2 separate regions of the Mus musculus genome follow, and region 2 is linked to region 1. The links are chromatin contacts, called in public HiChIP or PLAC-seq maps. All regions are on one chromosome and are shown on one strand. The core of a region is the stretch at or near the end of the contact, and the rest is flanking DNA. Distances in the headings are between cores, read along the strand shown.

Region 1 (3,369 bases), core at 512-3,011:
AGTTCTCCAAAGAAACAGCTGCTGGCACTTGCGTCTCTCCTCAGGAGCCATGTCCGGGTGGTCCGCTCTCCTCTCTCATGCCTCCCCACCCCCCTCAGCTCCTTCAAACCTGAACTAGTACAGGACCGCATAGAGCCAAAGCCAACATGTCATGCTAGAGCCTCGTGTTGTAAAAACAATGGAAGACATACAAAGTTCTGTCTCACTGGGCAATGAAGCTGTCTTCCGTCCTCCTTAAAAACAACTTGGCTTGCTGCTTTCCCAACCACTCCCTGGATTCCTGAGGAAAGGAGACTGCAAGGCAAAGCAGCCGACAGCGGGCCTGCTCATCCACCCTCTTCAATCACTGGGCCAGCTTCCTCCTTGGAAGGTCCTTCACCCAGTCAGACTCTAGAAGGGTCAGCTGGCCTCTCCCAGCCTGCACCAATCCCTCTACCCCTAGCATCAGCCACACACTTGGCTTCCCATCTCTGCTCCCATCCCAGTGCTGTTTTTTTCTTTACTTATTATACATAAGTACATTATAGCTGTCTTCAGACACACCAGGAGAGGGCGTCAGGTCTCATTTCAGGTGGTTGTGAGCCATCATGTGGCTGCTGGGAATTGAACTCAGGACCTTCGGAAAAGCAGTCAGTGCTCTTACCCGCTGAGCCATCTCCCCAGCCCTAGCGGTGCATTTGCATCTCACTGAGACCAGGGGCACGAGCAGAGAGATGTAGGTCAAACTGGAGCTCCCCGTGAAGTCTCTCTTCCCCGATCGTAGCCTGGTGCTCAGACGCCCACCCCTATTAAAACCTATCCCCCAAATCAATGGCTTTCCTGCTTCCCTCCTGAGCCCTCCACCTTCAACCCAGTCCATCAGTCCTGGCAGTCCATCAGTCCATCAGTCCTCTCTGCTTCGTTCAGCCCTGTTACCACTTGCTAGTACTGAGGCTTCCAGGGAGGGTAAAGGAAAAGTAGATTCCCAGTTCCTCTCCATTCCCAACATCCTCCTTCCAGTGGTACAAAGGACCGAACTCTCCCTCGGACTCCACCTGGGCCCCTGCTAACGGCCAGGGCCCTTGGAAGCTGGTGGCCACTGGGTGCTTGGCTCCCTCTCCTTTGGGGTCTAAGTATTTCCTAGGCCCTAGAGGGCCTAGCGTGAGGAGGCAGAACCCCAGACAAATGCAGGGCAGACAAAGAAGATGCAAACAGGATGGTATTACCATGTTAACGGCTTCGGTCCAGCAGCCTCCTGAAGATGCCTGGGAGGGTGCTTTTCTTTCTTTTACTTTTTCTTTTCTTTCTTTCTTTCTTTTTTTTTTTTTTTTTTTTTTTTTTTTTTTTGCCAAAGGAGAATAGTTCCGCTTTCTATTTTACTACAACAATAGCATGGACTGGCTCCTTCAAGGGTTTCAAAAAGCAGCTTGAGAAATCTCTAACCACCCCCTTGGTCTTTCCAGCCTGCCCTTTCATTGTCTCTCCCATGCCAGTGAACAAAGAGGAGGGACGGTGTCAGGCCCCCAGTCGCAGCCGCCTGCATCTCGCCGTCCTAATCCTTGAGAACTCGTGAGGGGAATGGCCTGTGGAGCTGGTCAATCACATCTCGCCTTCACCTTTCATTCTCTCCCTCTGCTGTGCACAGAGAGCTTCAGGTATTAGCAATCTTTGGGGTTTGCAGAGGGATAAAAGGCACCGAGGGACCATTCCCACGGTCACTCACAGCCCCACCCCCAGAGCAGCCAGCGTGAGCTAACAGTGCTTTCCCACCACTCCAGCCTCACTCTCTCCTCCAGACTGACAGGAAGCTACAATGGCACCTGCCATTCTCTTAGTGGTAGCCTATAGGACCTGCCCCAGCCTCTTAGGTAACCTCCCCACTGCCCTCCTCTGTGTCCTGCAGGCAGGAACTGCAGGCTTCCACCAGGAAAGCTTTGTGGCTTCAGCTGCAGGCACCTCTCCAGGTTTATTATACAGGGAGCAGGGATTCTCTGCTTTAAACCTGGGGACTACGCAGGGCTTCCGGCATGCTCAGCTGCTAAAATCGGGGTGAGAGTAAGCTTGTGTGTTTCAGCCTGTGGTGATCTCAAGGTAACGCCTGTGCTGAGAGGAGAGACAGAAGTATGTGGTCTCCCAGGAGAAGTGGGTACATGGAAGTCTGGAGGCCTTTAGGGATGGCTCAGGCTGCCTACTGCAGTCTAAGCCACAGGTCACTTGTGGTCTACATACATAACTCACCATGTACATACAGACACACTTATGGATTGGTCCTTTCACATGTGATATAACCTGATAATTTCCTGTTCTCCTTCCTCTCCTCCCCCCCCAGTCCCCCCCCTTTTTTAAGATTTATTTTATTTATCATATGTAAGTACACTGTAGCTATCTTCAGACACCAGAAGAGGGAATCGGGTTTCATAACGGATGGTTGCAAGCTGCCATGTGGTTGCTGGGACTTGAACTCAGGACCTCCGGAAGGGCAGTCAGTGCTCTTAACCGCTGAGCCAGCTCTCCAGCCCCCTCAATGCTGGTTCTTACGAACCAGTTTCATTGCTGACTGATAACAGGTTACTGTATGGTTCTTAAAAGCTGGGGCCCCAGAGACTTTTCTCCAAATCACACAGCAGAGTTGGAACGGAAAACCAAGCACTCTTTCTGATAAAAATGAGGCTCAGGTTTTCTGGGGAGAACAACTCTAGTCCCTAACCTCCACCCCCACCCCCATCTCCCCAGAAGAGTCAGGAGCACATGGTGGCAAGAGGGCAGGGCATGAGAGGTTCAGAGGCATTGCTGACAGGAGACAGAGTTCCCTCACAGGGAAGTGCTTCTGGGGGAACTGGGACCAGCAGCCAGTGAGGTGTGGAGCCCCGCCCCTGGGAATGTTTTCTATTGGTTGGAAACTCTTCATCCTGACATTTTCTTGAATTCTCTTCTTTCTTGGACATATTGATCCAGGTCCATCCCCTTCAGTAACATATTTTCTTTGCTGGTTTCTAGTTTCTTCTGTAGCTATATTTATTATTACTATTAATTATTATTACTGTGTATTTGCATGCATATGCTCATGTACATACATGACATAGCATGCATGTGGAAGTCAGAGGACAACTTTTGAGGCTTGTTCTCTTCTTCTACCTTCTGTTTTTTTTCTTTTTCCTTTTTAGATTCTATTTTATGTGTAAGAATATATCGCCTGCATATATGTATGCACACCACATGTGTGCCTGGTGTCCACAGAGGCCAGAAGAGGCATCAAATCCCCTGGAATTGGAGTCACAGATGGTTGCGAGCTGCCAGTGAATGTTGGACACCACACTGGGTTCTCTATATGAGCAGCAGTCACTTCTAACTGAATAGCCTCTCTACCTCCTTTCTGAGAAGCAGGGTCTC
Region 2 (3,369 bases), core at 640-3,139, 260 kb before region 1:
GTGCCCCATAGGGTTATTATGAAGTGAAATATAAATGAACACACACGAAATCCAGAGAGCAGCCTTCCTGCGCTGTGGCCCCATCAGTGCTAGCTATTATTATTCTGGTGGGTCGGTTAGCTTTCTTCCATGCTATTCAACTTGAAAAGGATCTGGCACTAGTCAAAGCCTTTGCTCTGAACATGGCACATTTAGGCTCCACCCTAGCCCTGGCCAGTCTCTCAACAGTCAGCTCTTTCTTTAGAGCTAAAAGAAATTATGGAGATGATCCAATGCGGAGTCAACACTTGTGTGTGTTTGTGTGGGGATAGGTTTTTTGTTTTGTTTTGTTTTTTTGTTTTTTGTTTATTTTAGTTATGATATGCAGCAGCATGCCCACCTCTGAGATGATCTATCTCAGAGCTGTGAGTAAAATCTACTCCCCATAGACTTTTTCAGTGTCTGTTCTGGCCACTGAAGCTCTTAACGGGAGTGTGGATGGAGGGTCAGGAGCCAGGGCTCCATCTGCTTGATCGCACGCATGGAGAGAGTATGAAATGTTGGGACTAGGGGCTACAGCCCAGTTCAAGTGTTCTGAGTGTCGGGTTGATTTCACCTTCCTCTCAATGCTTTTGTTGAGAAATTCCTCTGGTTTAGATGTGAACCCTAAAAGGCTCATGTACACTTCTGTGCTTTGTGTTGCTTCATTTTTTTTGCACAATAGTTTCCTGGGGGAAAAATGCAGCCTTGCCACAACAGAGAAAGGCTAGACTGCTGCAGGACAGGGTGGGGGTGGGGCTGTGGGTCAACAGGATCGGGTACTAGAGGGTGAACCGGAGATGTGGCTGCTGAGAGCAGGAGGAACCCAACAGGCCTGGGCTTCCCTGCTGTGTGCACCAATCTGTATTCTCCTAGGGCCAGGGTGAACCTCTGAGTTCTGTGTTAGACCCCAGCTGTCTTCATATCTGGATCAGAACTCTCCTTCCCGGAGAGGGGAGGAGGTGTTTCCCAGCACGGAGACAATCTTTGCACTATTGTCTCAGTGTGAGAGTAAGTTCTTTTCTCAAATGTTCTTGATCAATGGCCATGGTTGGCTGGCTTGGCTGCATACGTGGAAGCATTGATGGTTGCTTAGAAATGTATTCTACTCCTATAGGGGTCAGAATAATGTTTCAGTACCTTAAGGATCTGTACATAGAATTCGCCCCATCTTAAGATACATAGCAGAACTTTTGGTTTGTGAGAAAACCTTTGTATTGATTGCTACTGATGTGCAATGAAGTAAAATTCCTAAACAAAAAACTGGTTTTTAGAGGTTAAGCATTGACATGGGGTTGCTAGATATTTCTCACTTACCAATCTAGTATTTTGAAACAGGATGCCTTGGTCTCCCCAGTTTCTATTTTTATTCCAGAGTTGTTGTTTTTTTTGTGTGTGTGCAGATCTTGGAAGAAACAGCAGGGGGAGAAAAGCAGGTGTTGGCTTAGGGCCTTGAGCTGGGAAGATGGAGACCTTTGCAGCTTTCCACCCCCCACACCCACCCAACGTCTTCCGAGTTTGAGAAAAATGGCTCTCAGCAGCTTGAGCAGCCCTGGTTTTCTGTAGCCCCTTGCTCCTAGCTCCTGCTTGCTGGTTTCAGTGAAGATGTGCAGAGGTGGGAGTGTTCTCCCTGTAGGCCACACTGCTGCTCTTTCCCAATTAGTTCCCCCAGGGAACAAAGCCTTATTTCTTTCCTCTCTTAGTTCCCAGGCACTGTCTGGGGGTTGGGGTAAAACAGCCCCTTGGCAGCTCAGGGGTTAAAGAGAAAACACAGCAAGAGGGGGAAACAAGCCAGACAGCTGCAGCGGCTCCTCAGAGCCCACTCTAGGCTAAACAGAGGCCCCAGCAACTCCTTGGAGACTTGAACCCTGGGCGATGGAATTTTCCCTTGCGTGGAGGCTATTGTCCTCTGGAAAGGGCCAGGGCCAGAGAAGGGCCTGGGGAGCATGGATTCCCCCCGAAGTGGCAGCCAAGGAACTCCTGAGAGCCCAAGGGCTCTGTCTCACCCAGCTGGGCTTGGGTGAAAAAGCAACTGGGGTGCAATCCACCCCTCCTCCTTTGAAAAAAAGGGGGGCATTGTGAGGGGGTGTGTGTGCTCCAAAGGTCTGGGCACCAGTTGTTGCCCTACCCCTCAGCCCCAACCAGCCAGTCACTGGAACAGAATGAAAGGCTTGGTTCCCTTGGCAACCAAAGGGTCTATGGTTTTTCACAGAGTACAAGATGGGCTTGGGGGAAAGACAGGGAGGTGGAATTAGGGGTGGGGAATGGAGGAGGGGGCAGACAGGGAGGGGCAGCCTGTTTACTATAGATGTTTGAGTTTAACTCTCAAGGGACGCTTTTGTAGGTTCTGGCCTGGGAAATATAGGATACCCGGAGTGTGGTGAATGCTCTCAATGGCGGCTTAGTTCTGAGGCACCAAAAAGGTCCGTAACAGGAATGTGTGTGTGTGTGTGTGTGTGTGTGTGTGTGTGTGTGTGTGTGTGTGCACGTGCACAGGCCTCTTGTGGACCTCAGGAGCAGCATAGAGGAATCTCACCTTCAGAGGTAACTAAGCAGGCCCCTGTTGCAGTCGGAGCCCCTGAAGGTGCTGAGGGAAACTCAAGCGCATCAAGAGCTATTTGTGAGGCTGAGATTAGAACAGCAGGCGCCTGTCTCCTGGCCTGATCTCACTCGACCAGACAAAGCTATTTTTAATATCAGGCAGAAGAGTTGTTGAAATGTGGACAAAGAGCAGAACCTGGCTAACTTTGTCTCAAGCACCAGGCTTTGTGAGAGGGGCTTAAAAGCTGTCCACATGGTGGACACAAGCATGGAGGCTCAGTGAAAAGAAAAGATAAGGCCAGGAGACTTGGTCCCAGGACTTTGGGATGTGAGGTCCCAGCACGTCCATAGAAGTGAGAGGGAGGTACTGGGACTCTTGGTGTGATCCTCTCTGGGACCCTAACCTGTGGGGCTTTGACCTGGCACTGACAGACAAACCTTCTATAATGTCTCTGAAAGTGTAGTGTGACATCTTCCAAAGGAGACTGAGGGTGCATAATAAAGAGCATGCATGAGTGGTGTAAGTCAGCACACTATTTAGGAGTTTTAAAAATATGTACACATGCGTGCGCACGCGCGCACACACACACACACACACACACACACACACACACACACACACCAGGGGCTGGGGATGTAGCTCAGTAGGTGGAGTGCTTACCTAGCATGCAGGAAACCATGGGTTTGTTCTCTACCACCACACACACTGGGCTTGAATGGCACAAGCCTGTAATCCCAGTATTGTGGTGGTAGGAACATCACAGTTGGGCTATCCTTGACTCAGGGCCAGCCTGGGCTATATGAGAACTT

What was found. HiChIP or PLAC-seq counts read pairs in DNA pulled down with a chosen protein or histone mark.
Region 2: an H3K27ac HiChIP or PLAC-seq map of embryonic stem cells shows a contact between it and region 1, with 2.3 times the contacts expected there. The contact joins two enhancer-like sites. A contact is called at or near these places in 1 of 484 Hi-C or Micro-C datasets (bone marrow-derived macrophages) and 9 of 115 datasets of contacts at active chromatin or transcription factors (astrocytes, craniofacial prominence, differentiating embryonic stem cells and 5 more).

Annotation. Positions count from the first base shown.
Region 1 is chr12:79,805,928-79,809,296 of GRCm38.p6, reverse strand. All of the region lies in intron 10 of Rad51b (RAD51 paralog B), which reads right to left. Among named protein-coding and RNA genes, the nearest start is that of Gm36048, 8.7 kb to the right of the region's middle. Within about 2 kb of position 1,761, at least 38 of the 459 cell types and tissues checked have an H3K27ac peak or open chromatin away from gene starts, as enhancers often do. A contact at or near this core is called in differentiating embryonic stem cells, embryonic stem cells and microglia, where this site is marked.
Region 2 is chr12:80,061,316-80,064,684 of GRCm38.p6, reverse strand. The region is part of intron 3 of Gm36660 (a long non-coding RNA gene); the gene reads left to right. Among named protein-coding and RNA genes, the nearest start is that of Gm36660, 23 kb to the left of the region's middle. RefSeq lists an enhancer at 1-3,369. Within about 2 kb of position 1,889, at least 191 of the 459 cell types and tissues checked have an H3K27ac peak or open chromatin away from gene starts, as enhancers often do. A contact at or near this core is called in differentiating embryonic stem cells, embryonic stem cells and microglia, where this site is marked.